Linked DNA regions of Mus musculus: regions 1, 2, 3, 4 and 6 are each linked to region 5. The links are chromatin contacts, called in public promoter capture Hi-C maps. All regions are on one chromosome and are shown on one strand. Each heading gives the region's core, a stretch centred on a gene start, on an enhancer-like site or on the middle of the called end of the contact. The rest is flanking DNA. Distances are from core to core; before and after follow the strand shown.

Region 1 (2,700 bases), core at 198-2,697, 1.2 Mb after region 5:
AAACACACACACACACACACACACACACACACACACACACGTATATTCGCGTATGCACAACAAAGGCAAAAAAAACAAAACAAAAACAAAAACAAAACCCTGAATTTTATAGCCCTTAGGGTCCAGAAGCAAAAGCACTGGGTGCAGTAACACCTCAAACTCATTTTTTTCCGGGGAACTTTCACCTCAGAAAGAACTCAAGAAATGTAACTGCAAGTGAGGGGGCACCCAACAAATATCATGTACACACAAGTATGCATGTATGTACATTACACACACACACACAATCAAGGGGAGGGAATCAAGAACGCCCACAGCTCTCATCTCTAAGGGAGTAAGCGTTTATTCTGGAGCCAAATATGAGGGATCATGAAAAGGGAACAGGAATCAGGGGTGCCTCAAGTCAAATGTTCCAACGTGGCAATAACAATTCCATGGTGTTCTTATAGGAACAACAAAGCTACATATCAGGATGTTCTAAAAATACATTGAGGGGAACAACAGGTTGGTGGATTACAGCACATCGTGGAAGCCCTTGCTGTAGGCCTCAGACACCAACTGATAAAATTCTTAGCCTTTGGGTTGATGGAAGCTAGGGGGTCTGTTTGCTTATTCCCAAAAGGACTTTACCTGATAGTCAGAGGATATTAGGTCAGACACAGAAGTGGGCAACAAATGGCTAAGAAGGAGACTAGAGACAGTCCACGAGAATCTGGCTACAGTTATTAAAATTCCAGCTCTCCACAATCACAGGAGTTCTGGTCAGTCCATCATCCTGGCAGAACACTAACGCGCGTGCATTTTTTGTTTGTTTGTTTTTTTGTTTTTTTGCTGAGCACTTCAGTTCACAAGAGGAACCACTACCCCAGCAGCAGGGGCATAACCCCCAAACACAACACCGCAACTCCAGCGCCTTACATTCGTCTAAGAGCACAATTTCCGGGGTCTTGAATATCATCTTAGGGGGTGCTTGCCACCACCCCTGAGGCGGGAGGTCAGAAACCGGCCTCACTTTACACAGGCAGAAGGTTAAGCGCCTGGCGCCGAGACCTGCGGAGGAGCCGGAGCCTAGGGCCCAGCTCGGGCAGAGCCCGGGAGAGGTCGCCGGCCCTGCGCCCATGGCTCTGAACTGGGCCTTGCAGCCCGGCTCAGACGTCGGGTTACTCACGTTGCACCAGCCGGTCCCCGGTGAAGGTGGCGGAGCAGCTGGTAACCAGCGCGCAGGGTACACCGGCAGCCATCGCTGCGGCAGAGCGGGTTCCGCGCCGGCGCTGCTTCCGCCTTGGGCCGTACCACTGCAGCGGGCACGCGGGGGAGATGATCCGGGCACGCGCGCTGGGCGGGGCCGCGCGCTGGGCAGCCGAGGCTCCGGCTGGCCCTCACACCCCCCTTCCCCGCTCCTCCAGTGGAGCGCGCCGGTCGCGCGCGCCGCGTTGCTATGGTGACGGGTGCCCGCACCATCTAGGAGCGCTCCGCAGGAGGCCATACCTCCGGAGCCTAGTGTCTTCTGCCCTCCTTAGTCATGGCGCAGGCCCAGGAGGACAGCGACCCCATTGGATCCATCCTAATCCAGGTGGGAAACAGGCCGGGCTGGCGGCCGCACAGACCTCCCCTCGAACCCCGAAACCTGTGATCCCAAGCACCACCATTTATTCTCTCGGCCCTATAGCAGGAAACGCCTACACTTTAGGGCATCATGCTCTGGGGGTTGAACACAGGACATGCTAGCGCCAAGCAAGTGCTTTACCGCTAGGCTGCATCACCTGTCTTCCTTATACTTCGGGCCCAGATGGTCATTGACTGTCTTGGAGCACCCTCTACAATCCAGGCAGGCCTGGAACTTGTGATCCTCCTGCCTCAGCCTCCTGAGTAACTGGGATTATCAATCTGTACTAGCAGGCTGGGGTGCTCAAGGCACCATTTAAAAATAAATTATGAAATGTTTAAAGTCCATCCATGGCTTGGGGATGTGAAGGAGAAACAGATTCATCATTAGGAGGTGGTGAGAAGTTCGAAGAGAACGTGAGCTATGGGACCCGTGCTTCTTAACCTACAATAGTCACTGCTTGCTTGGGAACACACACCCAAGCTTTTTTTAAAATTTTTTTTTCTTCGAGACAGAGTTTCTCTGTGTAGCCCTGGCTGTCCTGGAACTCACTCTGTAGACCAGGCTGGCCTCCAACTCAGAAATCTGCCTGCCTTTACCTCCCAAGTGCTGGGATTAAAGGTGTGCGTTACCAAACATATTTTTAAGATCACCTGGATTACAAAACAACATAAAAAATGAAAACTTGGAGAAATATCTTATTTATAATCTAGGGAGAAAGCTCTCAAAGACTTGACTTCTCCAGTGTAATTCAGTTTGTGACAGTTGAACAATTTTTCTGAAACAGCTAGGTTGGTTTGGTTTTTTTTTTTTTTTTTTTGCTTTGTTTTGTTTTGTTTTTTTCCGTGTTTAGGTATGGGTCCCTTTAAGATGGTCTCACTTTAAGAAGTTCTGTAAGACCCCCGATGCTGGGCCTCTGCTCAAGTCCCGGGATGAGCTGGCCAACACCCCAACATCTCGAGAGAAAACCACACCTGATGCAAACTGCAAGAGGTTTTATTATCAGCTAGCTGAGGACGAAGTCCCTCCACAGTGCAGGGCAGGGGAGTTCGACCCGAGTGGTGACAGTAGGGGGCTTTTAACAGCTAGCTGAG
Region 2 (2,700 bases), core at 196-2,695, 1.1 Mb after region 5:
TGAGGTCTACTGAGCCTCAGGGGTCTTCCTTTCAGGACTTACCAGGGAGGTGGAAGGAGGGAAACCACAACCCCTGACAAGCTGCCGCTGGCGGTTGGTGGTGGGGCAGCCTCGAGGACAGAGCAGGGGGCCCCTGAAGCTTCAGGGCTGACTCTGTGGGACGAGCCACACTTCATAGGGCTTCGTAAAGCGCACCGGATCTTGGTTTGCAAATAACTTGTTTCTCACCACGGGAGAGAAATAGGTGTGTGTGTGTTCGCGCGTGCGCAAAACCAAGCACACTCTAAGCATCTGGGCTAGCCTGATAGGGAGGCTGAAACAGGATAAAGGAGCAGAGGGTCTAATGTAACGCCCCAAATCCGTGGAGGGACCGTGGGCAACCAGCCCTGAATTCGTCTAGTCTGCAGTAAAGCCCCTAGGGCTACTCAAAGTCAGGTTCTCTTGGCTTCCCACCTAGGCTAACTTTGAATAAACTTCTCGAGTCCTCTCCGGCTTGCTCTTTGTGTGTGCGAGTTCATTGCTTTGTAAACAAAAGCTCTCTTACTTGTTTGGTGTCGAATTTCGGAACTTCAGTAACACCCTGAAATGTTAATTCTCTCCCCTCCTCCAAAGAAAAATCCTAAAGCACCCCCATTCATTCCTTCAGGAACGCAACAGATGTCTTTGAGGCCCGTTTTCTGCAAAAAGCTTGGTTCACTGGGCCCAAGGGACCCCTGGCTCCAGCTATTGTTCAAGTTGTCACTGAGGTCTCTTAACTCCTTTTAAGTCTCCCTCTCCCCTTTTCCAACTCCCTCCTCCGCAGTCTCAGGCAGTCGGCCGTTCTGATCTCACCCAGCAGGAAAACAAAAACAAAACAAAAAACCACCTAAAGCAGCTCTGGCCACTGAGCGAGATCAGCGTGCCCCAACTTCCTGGGCCCGGAGCTTTTCTGAACCCCTCACCGCGCCCGAGTCCTCTCCGGAGTGCAGCCAGCCCTTGACGGACAGTGCCTGTTCCCTGTGAGTCTAATCCTCTCTAGTTCCTGCAACGGTATCTGAGAGTCTGTGGGGCGGCGAGTCCCCAGGAGTCCGGTCCCTCGGCACTTGGCAGAGCTGGCGGCCGCCCTACCCGGTGGCCCACGTGGGCGCGCTTGGCGGCGCTGGGCGGGGAAGGCCGCGGGTCCTCCCCGGAGCAGGGCGCGGGGGAGGAGCGGGGAGCCCCGGCAGCGAGGGGGCGGCGACTGCGCTGGGAAGGAGGCTGCACGCGGAGCTGCGTGAAACGTAGACTTGGGAGCGGGCGGGAGAGGAGCGGGTAGCGCGGCTGCTCGGCCCTGGCTGGCCCTGCAAGGCGGCGATCGCAGAGGAGGAGGAGGAGGAGGAGCAGCGCTGCAGAGGCGGAGGGATCTGCGCACCAAAGCCATCCAGGCCAGCAAAGTTTGGCTGGGGGTTGGACTTTCCTTCCCGGAGGCGGCACCCAAACAGCTACCCCGTGCGGAAACCCAAACTTTCTACTGCCACTTGGAGTCTCGCGGCCGCCGCCTCCGCCCCGCGCGTCCGGGGCCTGCCCGTCAGTCCGTCGGTCCGCGTGGAGCAGCTCGGGCGCCGCCGTGCTCCCGATCCCCGCAGCTGCAGCGCCGCAGTCCTGGCCCGGACGCCCGGGCAAGTTCTCCAGAGTTAAAAGCGAAGTTCGGGCGAGGCGCGGGCCGAGCTGCCTCTGAGCGCCCCCGGCGTCCCCAGTGCGCCCAGCCCCGCCGGGGGCGCCGGTGACCCTTCGGTGCCAGCCATGTCGTCCATCCTGCCCTTCACCCCCCCGATCGTGAAGCGCCTGCTGGGTTGGAAGAAGGGCGAGCAGAACGGGCAGGAGGAGAAGTGGTGCGAGAAGGCGGTCAAGAGCTTGGTGAAGAAGCTCAAGAAGACGGGGCAGTTGGACGAGCTGGAGAAGGCCATCACCACGCAGAACGTGAACACCAAGTGCATTACCATCCCCAGGTGGGGTCCCAGAGCGGCTGGGGGCGCACTGGCCCAGCCCCCTAGCGCGGCCCGGGTGGAGAGGGAGGGCGTGTGCGCGTGTGTGCGCGCGCCTGTAGGGGACGGGGAGTGGGTGGAGGGACCCCAAACAAAACCTTCGGATTTGCCTAGCCTCAGAGACCTGGCTTCCGTGCAGCATTTTGGCTTCTAGACCTCAAGGGTCGCCAGCTGCTTCCGGGCAGCAGGGGTGTTTCTGAGCTTGGCCCCCCAACTCTCGGGGCTTCGGGCTCCAAGTGGAGGCCCCGCTTTGTTCGGCTCTGCCGGCCGAGCCCCTCCTCCTCCGCCGCCTCCCGCCCCGCGCTCGTGGAGGTGGTGGCGTGTGTCCCTTTCTTTTCTTCAGCTCTGTTCCCCCACTTCTTTTCCTCGTCTACAGGAATGCAGTCGGTACAGCTGTGGGTGAGGAGCGGGAGCCCGTTGATTGACAGATTCCTTCTTCGCTCTTTCTTTGCTTTGGGATTAGCATTTTTACTGAGTATTTTTAGATTTGGTTGTGCCAGCCTCCCGCCCCCTGTGCACGCATGCACGCACGCACTTAGTTGGAGAGCAGAGCACCGACTTTGAAGCGGGAGAAACAAGTGGCAGAAAGTAGGGGCTTTCCCTCTTTCCACCCCACCCCTGCTGATTTGCGATCTTTTTAATCCAGAGTATGCGGGTGCCTAGAATGGAGCAGGCAGCTCCAGGCAGATAACAAAAC
Region 3 (2,700 bases), core at 19-2,518, 2.0 Mb before region 5:
CATCCAGTTCAACCTAAGCTTCATTTAAAAGCAAACCCACTCATAAATGACACAAGATCAAACACACTATCCCTAACACCTAGGACCGTAAACATTTCACCAAGGTCTCTTAAAGAACAATAATTAGTTTTCCACTCATCGGGCTAAAAGAACCTTATTAGAGTGAACCTAATTAAAGAGTGAAGTCAAGTCAGTTTATTTCTAACAACTGACCCACTTCTAACTTCTGGAGATGAGGGAAGACAAGAACTAGGAAGATGAAGATTCTGCTGGTTGCTCTGGAATTTTCTCTGGTTTGTGATGACCAGAAACCTCTTCATCTGGCATAACCCTTCATAGCCCTACTGATATGTGACCGGGAAAGGCTGCTCTCTGGGTGGGAAGAATTCTATGTGTTTTTTACATGGATTCTGGCATTTCTCTATGCATCAGGTTTTGTAATATATATGTCAAGTATTACAGCTTTCACCTCTATATTCTTTCTCCATCAGCATGTAATCCAGGTATAAAAGCTAAGCCTAGGAACAGTGGGGCTCAAGGTGATGAACAAAACTCCATCAGTAACTGAGCAGGGACAAACCCTAGGCCTAATGTCTGGAGCGGCTGACTCTGACTACACTTATAACACCTCGGAGCCCCGCCCACTACATTACCAGGTCTCCAGAACTTCGGCTCGCTTTGGCTGGAGTAGGGCGGCACTCTGAGCTTGCTCTGGCTGGAGTAGGGCGGCGCTCTGAGCTCGCTCTGCAGGCGCTGACAGGTCTGGGAGCGACTCAAAGCCCCGCCTCCCAGGCTCCGACCTGGCTCCGGTTTGACTGGGCGTGGGACTCCTCCAGGCTCTCCGCCTTCCGACCTCCGTTCCCTGTTCTGACAGGATCTGTGCTCCGAAGCCACGCCCCTCCTCTGCCCTCGGAGCACCTCGAGTCCCCTGCCGAGCTCCGCCCAGCAACCCGCTTTTACAGGCCAAGGAGCAGCTCAGGCCCCAACTCCCGAACCCTGCCTTGTCCCGTGTGACTAGAGGACCTCGAGGTCCTGCATGCCAACCCTCGCTCTGCCGTCCACTCTGATAGGCTATGGAACTCTTCCAGGCCTGGCCTCCCGAAGCTCCCTCCTGTTGCCTCTTTGACTAGGGCACCGAAGGCTCCGCCTCTCGAGCCCCGTCCCGCCCTCGGCATCTCCAGACCCCGCCTCACGGGCTCCGCCTCGTCCACTGCTCTGACGGAGCACCGGAGCCTCGCCACCCAGCCCCGCCCCGTATCCAGGACCCGCTGTCCATTGGGCACTGCAGGGCCCTCGGGCCCCCGCGACTGGCTCCCGAGGTCGTCATGACGGCTGCGGTGTTCTTTGGTTGCGCCTTCATCGCCTTCGGGCCCGCGCTCGCTCTTTATGTCTTCACCATCGCCACCGACCCTTTGCGAGTCATCTTCCTCATCGCCGGGTGAGGCTGCGCTGTGTCCCGGACGCCGCGGGTTCCCTCCCTCTCCTGGGTTCCCACGACCCCGGGATCCCCATCTCCCAGGGGCTCCAGCTTGTGGTGCGGTCCAGGGCTGGAACTGTTCCTGGGAGGGTCTGAGAAGAGCAGGCCCGTAGGCTAAGCAGGCGCCCCTTGGCTTCTGTTGGCTGAGTGTGGGAACAAGCAGATAGATTCCTGCATGAAGCCTTTGTCTTTCTGTAGGAATCTCTCATTTCCCTCAGTGCTGAGCAGCATCGAAGAGTCGTTATCACTACTCTCTGCCATTAAAGTCACCTGGAGATCAGATGTTTATTCCCTGCCCCCCACCCTCACATCAATCCTCGGACTCAGAATGTCTGTGCAGACTATTCAGGCTCAGATTTTCTTTGTAGACTCCTGGGTAATGGTTTGGGTGCAGTCAAGGAGGAAAGTTCGAGAAAACACAGTAACAACTGACCAGGCGGCATGTCCTCCTGGGAGCTTGGTAAATACCGGAACTCTGCTGGTGAACGTGGTCTTGGTCTCGCTGCACCTGCCCGAAGTTTGCAGCTTCTGAACTTTCCATTATATTAATGCAGGCGTTAGGTATTCATTTTCTTTTAGAAAAAGACACTTGACAATATCTAACCATTAAACTTATATTTTCTGGTGAATTTTGAGGATATGAAATTTGCAACTGTCACTGGTTGTATATTTCTATAGCACACAAAGCATCTCTTAGGAAAAATAGTCAGCAACCAAGTGCCTCTTAGTCCTTGACAGATAGTGCCCTAGCGTGCACGCGACAGGGTCACTGAATCGTTCTTGTTAAGCACATCTGACGTTCCTCTTGGACTATTTGTCTCACTAGGAGAAAAAAAAAATTCTGATCTAAAACATCACTTTGTGAGGATTGTTTACTAAAAATGATTTGTAGCTCAAGCAGGTTTGATTTAAAGTCATTATTAAGCCTGTGCTTCTGTTAACTTGTGATTTTTTTTTTCCTTCTACGTTCCAGTGCTTTCTTCTGGTTGGTGTCTCTCCTGCTGTCATCCGTTTTTTGGTTCCTAGTGAGAGTCATTACTGACAACAGAGATGGACCAGTACAGAATTACCTGCTCATCTTCGGAGTGTTGCTCTCTGTCTGTATCCAAGAGCTGTTCAGGCTCGCATATTATAAGCTGTTAAAGTAAGTTAAGTGTTTGTTTTATTTTCCCAGTTAGACTTGAATTACGATTTAGTGATTGCTACAATTTTAGCCTGAAAAT
Region 4 (2,700 bases), core at 125-2,624, 1.1 Mb before region 5:
ACTAGTTCTTCTAAGACATATACTATACTTCCTACAATTCAGTCACTTAAACAAAATGAAGATAGCATTTCTAATTCGTTTAAACCACAAAAGGATTACTGGCAGGTGAGAAAGAGGTTGAAAAAGGCTTGCCTAAACATGTCTCATCTAGACCTCTAAATATGGATTTCCTAGTGGTTTTTTTAAAGCATGCTCATTTACAAGGCTACGTTTGAATATAGTCAGATGCCTTCCAGTATTGCATTTTCTAAGAAAATTCATACCAGACTCATATCGGTCTGGGAGACTGCTAGAATATGCCATTCTGGCACTTTGCAAATATCCGAAAAATCATCCGGGGGCAACAAACCCAGTTTCACACTCTTGTTTTACGACGTGATGCGTACCCACTTAGGGGACAACGCTCCTATAGGGCGCCCTGCCGAGAGAGCAATAAAGGAAGAAGCGGGGGAAGCGCACGGAAGTTGGGTGGAGGGAGGTCTCATTACCCACTCTTCTGCCCTACCTCTGCCAAGGGCGGCTCCACGGTGCCCAGCCGACACGAAACCCTTACAAGCCCTCGAAGCCCGGCTCTGTCCCAACAGAGAGTCCGGGACGCGGACAATGTGAAGCACAGGATGACCACAGTCACCTCTCCAAGTCTATACCCTTGATTTCGGCCCTGGATGATGCTCCCCCTTCTTTTCGGAGCTGGCACTCCAGGTGGGAAACTCCCGGTCTGCATTGGCCGAAGTCCCTGCTTCAGAAAGGGCGCCTCCTGCGACCGGGTCTAACCCGCAACCCGCAACTCTTTGCACGCAGGGACCCTGGTCCCTCTGTCCCGCCCCCGCAACCCTCCACGGACAGGCCCGCGCCCCACCCGGGATTCCCGAGTCCACTGCCCCGCCCCAGCGAAGGGCTCCTAAAGCCCCCACCCCACCCCCCCCACACACACACGTACACACACACACACATCTCAGACTCCAGTCTCCCAGACCCAGTCGAAGCCAGAGTACCTACCTAAATCAGCGGTGCTCCAGTGTTCCAAGGGGGCGGGCGCGGTCCCCTCCCCGAGGCGCCTACTGCTTCTCTCAACCACCCCTTAAGCCGCAGCTTTGCTTTCCCAGGAGCGGGAGGGAGCGGAGGGAGCGGAGGAGGCGGAGGGGAGGGGGAAGACCAGTTGAGGGGCGGCCGAGCCAAGCCGGAAGTACTAATGCAGGTCCCACCCACCTCCTGGAGCCGCAGAGCATCCTCGTTCTTCTGATAGGACAAACCCCTGTCGTCGCTGTGAAATTCAGACCACCACTTCCGGGTCGTTAATGCTGCGGCCCCTCCTTAGCAACAGCGTGGGGTTGCTAAGCGGAAGTGCCTTTAAATACCCCCCTTCCCCCCCCATTTCTTCGGGGACTGTTGGTAAGTGGGTTGGGAGCTTCGTTTTCTCATTTGGAAATGTTTTTAGGCCTTTAGTTTACAATGTTAGGCCAGGTAAACCCTTCGCTGCAGCAGGTAGTAGGCCCAACGTAGCTGCTTCCATCAGTTGGTCTCTGACACCAGCTCCAAACTACACACACCTCCTGGAATCCTGGGCCATCTCGGCAGCTCCTCCCAAAGCTCCTCTCCAGGCCCCTTGCGGGAGCTTCTTTCTCACTGTCTAGCAAGCATCTCCCTCTGGTGGATTTCCTGTCGTTTCAACCAGACTTTTGCATGCATTTCGTTCTGAACCGGCTCCAGAAGTCGAACAGTGAAGTGGGTAAGAAAGTTTTGTCTTACCTTGTCTTTTCTTTTTTCTTTTTTTTTTTTTTTTTAAGGATTTAACGTTTTTATGTGTGACCTGGAAATAACCTAGCTATATTTGAGTCTATGAAAATTGACCAGAGTAATATTATTATTGTTATTCCATAAAACGGGGGAGTTGGGGGAGACAAAGAATGCCGGTAATCTCGCTTGAGTAGGAAGACAACTAAGCCTCCCATCAGAATAAACCAACATACCTATACGGTGACTAAGAAAGGTGTCCATAAAAACCCTCATTTAGGCTGGGGATTTAGGTCTGTGATACAAAACTTGCCTGGCATGCCCAAGGTCTTTAGTTCGATTCCCAGGCATCGAAGAAAGGAAGGGAGGCAAGGAGACTCATTTACTGGACATGACAAGCAGACCTGTAATGCTTAGACTCCAGAGGAAAAGCGAGGATAGTAACTCCAAGGCCTAGACTACATGGTCAGTCCCAGTTTTAAAACATTTTACCTAACATACCCGAGGCATAAGTTCACTCTTTGAAAAAACTGGAAAACTATGGTGGAGACCAAAGCCAACAAAATAACCCCCTGTAACGACCCCTATAATTATAGTAATTATATTTTTAGAGAAACCTGGGGTGGGGGATAAAACCATCACTTGACTGTATTATTTTTTGAGTCTGAATCTCACTTTGAAGCCCTGGATGACTGATCAGGTAATGTCTATGTAGACCAGGCTGGCCCTGAATTCAGAGACCCACCTTCCTCTTCTCCCAGGTGCTGGGATTTAAAGCGTTCACTACCGGGATGGACCGGCTTTCCTATTTTAACTTTAACTTCTGAATTTTTCTCATCTACATCAGTGGATACACTTGCAACTGTAAGACCCGATTTTATTGGTCACAAAATTATTAGTAGACTGTTGTTTACCTCAGCTAAGACAGAAAACTAATTTTGGTAATTGAAAAGTAACACTAGGCCT
Region 5 (2,700 bases), core at 162-2,661:
ACTGATGCCTGTCCTGTTTTGCAAACAAGAAATAACTGTCCTATAAGACAAATAAAAACCGTCTCTACCGCTCTGAGGCCAACCATTCGTCTGAAGGAAAAGCACACTGGAGCAGCAACATCCAAGTTTCCCTTTACGTCCTGTCATTTAAAAGCACCATAAAAGAGATGTCGCTGCGACCCAATTCTAGGTCACAAGCTTTTTTGCCCCTTCTCCCCCTGCCCCCTCCTTCGTCTTTCCCCTCTAGAAAGAGATAAACTTCAAAAGGAGTGGTGATGACCAAGAATTGCGCGCGCGTGTGCACAGACACACACACACACACACACACACACACACACACACACACACACACACACACTGGTCAACTTGGACGCTGGCCGGGCTCACGTGGAACCTGAGCCCCAGCCGGGCCCCGGCATCTGGACTGAACAGCCGCGGGAAAGCAGCCCCCGCCGCGGGTTTGAAACCCAGAGCAGGTGGGATTCCGGGAAGCAACCTTACGTAACGAGCTTGTCAAAATCCCAGCTTCAGGACCTCCCCACCGTCCGCCCCCGCCCCATCACCCCAACAACAACAGCCCCAGGCCAGCACCAAATGGCCAGTCCGGAGGGACCCCCCCGGTGTCCCGCGCTCGTTCCCACACGGAGGCGCGCGAACGCCATCGACAGCATCTCGCCATCCTCCGGGACGGCCAGAGCCCCTCCTAGCAGCTGCCCGCGCCTAGCGGCCCTCCAAGTCCTATCACCCGGCTCGGCGTCCCCCTGCCAGTCACCTCCTCAGGGCCGTGACAGCTCCCTATGCCACCGATGCCCACGCCGCCGCCCCCGCCACTCACCTCCCCGCCGGCCCCCGCGCGAGCACCGGGAAGAGCCTGAGATGCAGAGTCTGATCCCCTCATGCGCGGCGGGCGGGACACGAGGGGGCTGAATGTCGCGGCGCTTGCAGCCAGCTTAGCTCATCTCCCGGCCCGGCGCTCCGCCCAGCCGTCTCAGTCAGACGGGACTCCCCCTCCCCGCGCGGTCGCCAAAGCCTCCGCCTCCTTCCTCAGCACCAGCCGCCGAACCCGCCGCGGCCGGCGCCATCTTGGGAGTGACGGTAAAGACATGGGGGCGGGGACTATGGCAACAAAAACCAATCACAGGCCGAATCTGACCCGAGGGGCAGGAATGGGCCGAGCTAGGGGGTGGGTCGTGGGGGGAGGGGACTAACAAGGGTCCCGCAAGTGGGCGGGCCGCTGGGTGGGGCTGTGGGCGGGGTGGGGCCGGGCTGGCTGGTGACGGCGAGTGTAGCTGGGGAAACGCGTCGTGGTTCCCCTTCAGGTTGGGAGATTCCGAGCCCCTGGCGAGTAAGAACAAGGCGCACTGTACCTTCCTCTTTCACAAGCATCCAGCTATGGCCAACAGACCTGCTTCTTCCTTCCCGGCACTGCTGCTTGGTGCAGTGGTCTGAGCTGAGATCCGCCCACCAAAGTCACTGGTATTCTGCAGAAAACCCCCTAAGCGGTTAGCAACCACCAGTAGCTTTCAGTCCCGAGACAGAGGTCAGGGAAAAGGGGGAATTCAGAGGGGTTCTCTGAAAAGCGCGTTGATAAAACAGCTATTGTTGATTGAAAGGGTGTCCATTACATTGATTAATTGGATATGGCCTACTTAAACTAGACTGCAGGTCTACTGTTAATGGCTATTGGCAAGATGCCTTTGAAAAATGTGGATAATAAAGGTTGATTACCTCTACAGAGTTACTCAGAAATGTAAAGTGTATGCCTAAAAAGTATTGAATAATGTTAGCTGGAATTCTATGAACAAATGAAGGAAGAAATAGGACCTTTTAAAAAAAAATTCCTCTAGGTTGAAGTTAATCTATGCAAAACAGGCTTCATCTTTATTGCCAACCGAGATTACAGTTTTATTTTATACCTCCACTCCTTCTCTTGGACTCATTCATCCAGACAATATTGTTGGAAAACCCAGCAGGGCTGACACACAACAGTCAGGGAACCAGAAAAGGTCTGCTTTGAGGGAGTTGAGGTCTAGTGGGAGAAGCTCAACAACAACAACAACAACAACAACAACCAAATATATTTAATGCTTGGAGAAGAAACATAAAAGTTCTAGGAAGAATTCTAGGTAGCAGATAACAGGGTGGTTTTTGAAACCAGAGTGATCAAGGCTGTGCCTCTCTGAAGTGCAGGAAGAAGCCAGTAATGGAAGAAAGGCCCCAGAGAATTGAGTAAAGCAAAAAGATCATGCAGAGAACCTGCAATAGGGAGGAGCTTGGCTTTTAGAACTGCGAGGAATCTGTGTTGATGAGAAATGTATTTTGCCTGGAGAAGCCTTCCATTAGATTAGAGAGGGAGTTGAGAGCTCCGTTGTATAGGGCCTAGAAATACAAGACTATCCTTAATTCTAACTGCAGGCCGAAGCCACTGAATGGCAAGTAGGGAACAAAGCAGCTGGGAACAGTGAGTGGTACTTGAAGAATGGCATCTATATTTATATTCTAGACAACATATGGACCAGAGAACCTGATTGAGAGGGTTTGTTTTTTTTTTTTTAAATCTAAGTTTGAGTCTCTTCAACACTGAGTTCACCAAATATAGTTCAAATTGTTTAAAAAATGTGTGGGCATCACATTATATTGTGTAGATAAAAATACACTAATTTCACTGAAAATTATTAAATAATACCATTGTTGATCCCC
Region 6 (2,700 bases), core at 27-2,526, 2.0 Mb after region 5:
AATCCCAGAGTAAACCAAACCGTTTGCATAGGTCACTGGGCCACATGACTTGCATCCTGCTGACTTAATCCTTTAGAACTCTTCCTACAGTCAGCAGCCACACTGCTTCTGTTCTGAGCTCACCATCTGTCTTCTGCTCAGGATCTTTGAACTATTTCCATTGTCCAGCCTCTGTTTCAGGCACCTGTTACAGAGGACTTCTCTGACCACCCAGGCGAAGTCTCCTAGTCCACACCCATAGCCCTTGTTTCATAGTAATGACATGAATCCAACAACTCTACATCATTTATTTGTCTGCTTTCTCCACACAACCACACAAGCCCCAGGAGAGAAAGGCCTAGCCTAGATGAAGAAATCTCTGATGCTAACCAAAGCCTTGTACGTGAATGGCTTATAGCATTCTTTGGATAAATGCTCTTTTCAAATCCTAACAATTCTGTGACGTGTAAGTGAGACAGCGGAGGTTCTGCAGGGTCAGGACTAGAGACTGGTTCCATCTGGCTATGACTGCTGCCTCTTAGCTCTTTATCTTACACACTTAATCCCCTTTCCTGGGAGGTCTGGTGAGGCTTTCAGTTGCTTTTCAGTGAAGCGGCTCTCGCCCTCCCAAATTTCGGAGGCTCATAATAGCCCTTATTCAAAAATGGATCTTTTGGGTGCTCTTTCCCCTTTTCCTGTGGCCCCCACCTCGCGCCCCCGCGCGTGAATCACTGGCAGACAGTATCCCACAGTAATAATCATAAAACTGGATGTGCTTTCTAGCCCGTAGATTCAGTAGCCTTCTCTCCGCCCCCAGCCTTGACTAAGCATCCTAGGGTCCTGTGGGGGCGAGATGGCTACTTGCGTCAAGGGCACTAGGGACTTTCAAACCCGCATCAGAGCTCAGCTAACTGCGCACAGCGGAACCTTTCTTTAGGATAGCCTCGTTTGCCCGCCGGTCGGTTTAGGAAGCAATACCTACTTAAGCGTCCCTCCCACTCCTGCCTTCCCTCCCTCCCTTCGGCTCCGTCTGCGGCGGCTGCTTTCCTCCCGCCCTAAGTTCCGGTGCTGGTGCTGCCGGCGCGGTCCGCGAACACCCACGCGCGGCTCACGGGAGCCCCGCTCGCCAGCGGACCCTTTCGATCGCCGGTGGGCGAGTGCCCGCGGTTTTCCTGCGGCGAGGAGCTAAGTGGAGGCCGTTCCAGACCCTCCGGCCCGGCGCGGGCAGGCGTGCACATCGCTCGCTATCCAGGGCGTGCGCGGGCCTCTCGAGACCCCAGCGGCGACCCGTAGCTCGGGCGCGCGCCTGTCGCAGCCCGCAGGAAGGAGGCGGCCTGAGACCCGGGGCGGCGGCCGCCATGGAGATCCCCTCGGCCCAGGGCCGGTGCCTGGGGCCTCGGGGGCGGCCCTGACCGTCCTTCTCCCCGCCCGGGCCGGGTCCCACTTGTGCCTCCGGCGGTGCTCGGCCACCTCTGCGTCTCCGCCCTCCCTGGGTCGCGCTGCTGCCTGGACACGGCGGCGGCGCCCTGTTGAATGGGCTGTGAGGGCCCGGGTCTGAAGTGCTGGTGGACGCGGCCTCCGGGGGCGCAAGGCAGCAGCAGCGGTGGCGACCAAACGGGTGTTGGAGTTGGCGGCGGCCATGGAGGGCCTGGCTGGCTATGTGTACAAGGCGGCCAGCGAGGGCAAGGTGCTCACTCTGGCTGCCTTGCTCCTTAACCGGTCAGAGAGCGATATCCGCTACCTGCTGGGCTATGTCAGTCAGCAGGGAGGACAGCGCTCCACACCCCTCATCATCGCAGCCCGCAATGGGCACGCCAAGGTGGTGCGCTTGCTGTTAGAACACTACCGTGTGCAGACCCAGCAGACCGGCACCGTCCGCTTCGACGGGTAGGTACATCCCAACTCCATCCTCCCTCCGACGCGCGCGGGCCTCCCAAGCCCTGGATCCTCTCATCCTTCATTAACCCTGTTTTCATGTGTGGACTCAGTTCTTTTTCATATCCCTTCACCCCCATTGATGCCCACCTCGTCTCCCAGAGCTATGCTTTGCTGCCTTTTCTTATCGACTCCTACCCTTTTCCCCCTGTAGGTGGTAGCCACACCCTGGGTCTTGAGATCTATAGTCTTCATTAGTCAGCGAACACGCACTGTCGGAGTGGTGGCTGCCCATCTAGGTTTTTGTATCTTTATATCAGCACTGGCGTAGTAACCTAGATCGGAAATTAACGAGATCAACAATTAAAATTGAGGACCTTTTGATGCTTCATTTAACCTCTCCATATCCCTTCTCCTCCCGCTCCCCCCCTCCCGTGGTCGGATCGAGCCTCAAGCAGGTCGTGGGACTATCTGTTAAAATAAGCCCCTAGAATCTTGTCATGCAGCTGGGCATCTCTAGGCACGGTTCTGACTCTCCCACAATGCTGGCCAATATTTTTGGCTGTACAGGTGGCTCTGGGCCTGGCGTAGAAGTTACGCCATTGCTAAATTACATGTATAGGGTGATACAGTGGGAAGGTTTCACAAACACTTAACATTGTTCAAAAATTTACTATTTACTATTATTCTAATATTTTTTTTCATTTGAGGTTAATTGTACATATTTTTGGGGGGCGGAGGAAGATAACAGAGTCGTCACGTTTGATACCTTTTTTTTTTTTCCTGTGCTGAACGATTGCGGAATGATTGGCATAATATAGCTGTATTCAGTTTGCTTTGTTTACA

The links. Promoter capture Hi-C pulls out the DNA fragments that hold promoters and counts their contacts.
Region 1: a promoter capture Hi-C map of liver shows a contact between it and region 5, with 4 times the contacts expected there. The contact joins the promoter of Iqch here to the promoter of Dennd4a in region 5. A contact is called at or near these places in 3 of 39 promoter capture datasets (erythroid cells, liver and pre-B cells).
Region 2: a contact with region 5 is called in a promoter capture Hi-C map of liver, with 7 times the contacts expected there. The contact joins the promoter of Smad3 here to the promoter of Dennd4a in region 5. A contact is called at or near these places in 3 of 39 promoter capture datasets (cranial neural crest, liver and second pharyngeal arch cranial neural crest) and 1 of 484 Hi-C or Micro-C datasets (B cells).
Region 3: a promoter capture Hi-C map of pre-B cells shows a contact between it and region 5, with 2.8 times the contacts expected there. The contact joins the promoter of Aph1b here to the promoter of Dennd4a in region 5. A contact is called at or near these places in 2 of 39 promoter capture datasets (neutrophils and pre-B cells).
Region 4: a promoter capture Hi-C map of erythroid cells shows a contact between it and region 5, with 11 times the contacts expected there. The contact joins the promoter of Trip4 here to the promoter of Dennd4a in region 5.
Region 6: a promoter capture Hi-C map of erythroid cells shows a contact between it and region 5, with 14 times the contacts expected there. The contact joins the promoter of Fem1b here to the promoter of Dennd4a in region 5. A contact is called at or near these places in 1 of 39 promoter capture datasets (erythroid cells) and 1 of 115 datasets of contacts at active chromatin or transcription factors (thymic regulatory T cells).

The regions. Positions count from the first base shown.
Region 1 is chr9:63,601,240-63,603,939 of GRCm38.p6, reverse strand. Iqch (IQ motif containing H) reads left to right here and starts at 1,447. Exons shown (of 22, transcript NM_001311098.1): 1 at 1,447-1,573. The coding sequence starts at 1,523. Aagab (alpha- and gamma-adaptin binding protein) reads right to left here and starts at 1,294. Exons shown (of 10, transcript NM_025857.3): 1 at 1,169-1,294. The coding sequence starts at 1,241.
Region 2 is chr9:63,756,739-63,759,438 of GRCm38.p6, reverse strand. It overlaps Smad3 (SMAD family member 3), which reads left to right and starts at 1,445. Exons shown (of 9, transcript NM_016769.4): 1 at 1,445-1,967. The coding sequence starts at 1,762.
Region 3 is chr9:66,793,991-66,796,690 of GRCm38.p6, reverse strand. Aph1b (aph1 homolog B, gamma secretase subunit) reads left to right here and starts at 1,268. Exons shown (of 6, transcript NM_177583.4): 1 at 1,268-1,438; 2 at 2,451-2,621. The coding sequence starts at 1,326.
Region 4 is chr9:65,907,468-65,910,167 of GRCm38.p6, reverse strand. Trip4 (thyroid hormone receptor interactor 4) reads left to right here and starts at 1,374. Exons shown (of 14, transcript NM_001357872.1): 1 at 1,374-1,729. It overlaps Csnk1g1 (casein kinase 1, gamma 1), which reads right to left and starts at 1,158. Exons shown (of 14, transcript NM_173185.2): 1 at 1,000-1,158.
Region 5 is chr9:64,809,722-64,812,421 of GRCm38.p6, reverse strand. It overlaps Dennd4a (DENN/MADD domain containing 4A), which reads right to left and starts at 1,411. Exons shown (of 35, transcript NM_001162917.1): 1 at 1,402-1,411; 2 at 836-1,082. It overlaps Gm36459 (a long non-coding RNA gene), which reads left to right and starts at 1,007. Exons shown (of 3, transcript XR_379559.2): 1 at 1,007-1,095; 2 at 1,320-1,476.
Region 6 is chr9:62,810,224-62,812,923 of GRCm38.p6, reverse strand. Fem1b (fem 1 homolog b) reads left to right here and starts at 1,276. Exons shown (of 2, transcript NM_010193.4): 1 at 1,276-1,866. The coding sequence starts at 1,619.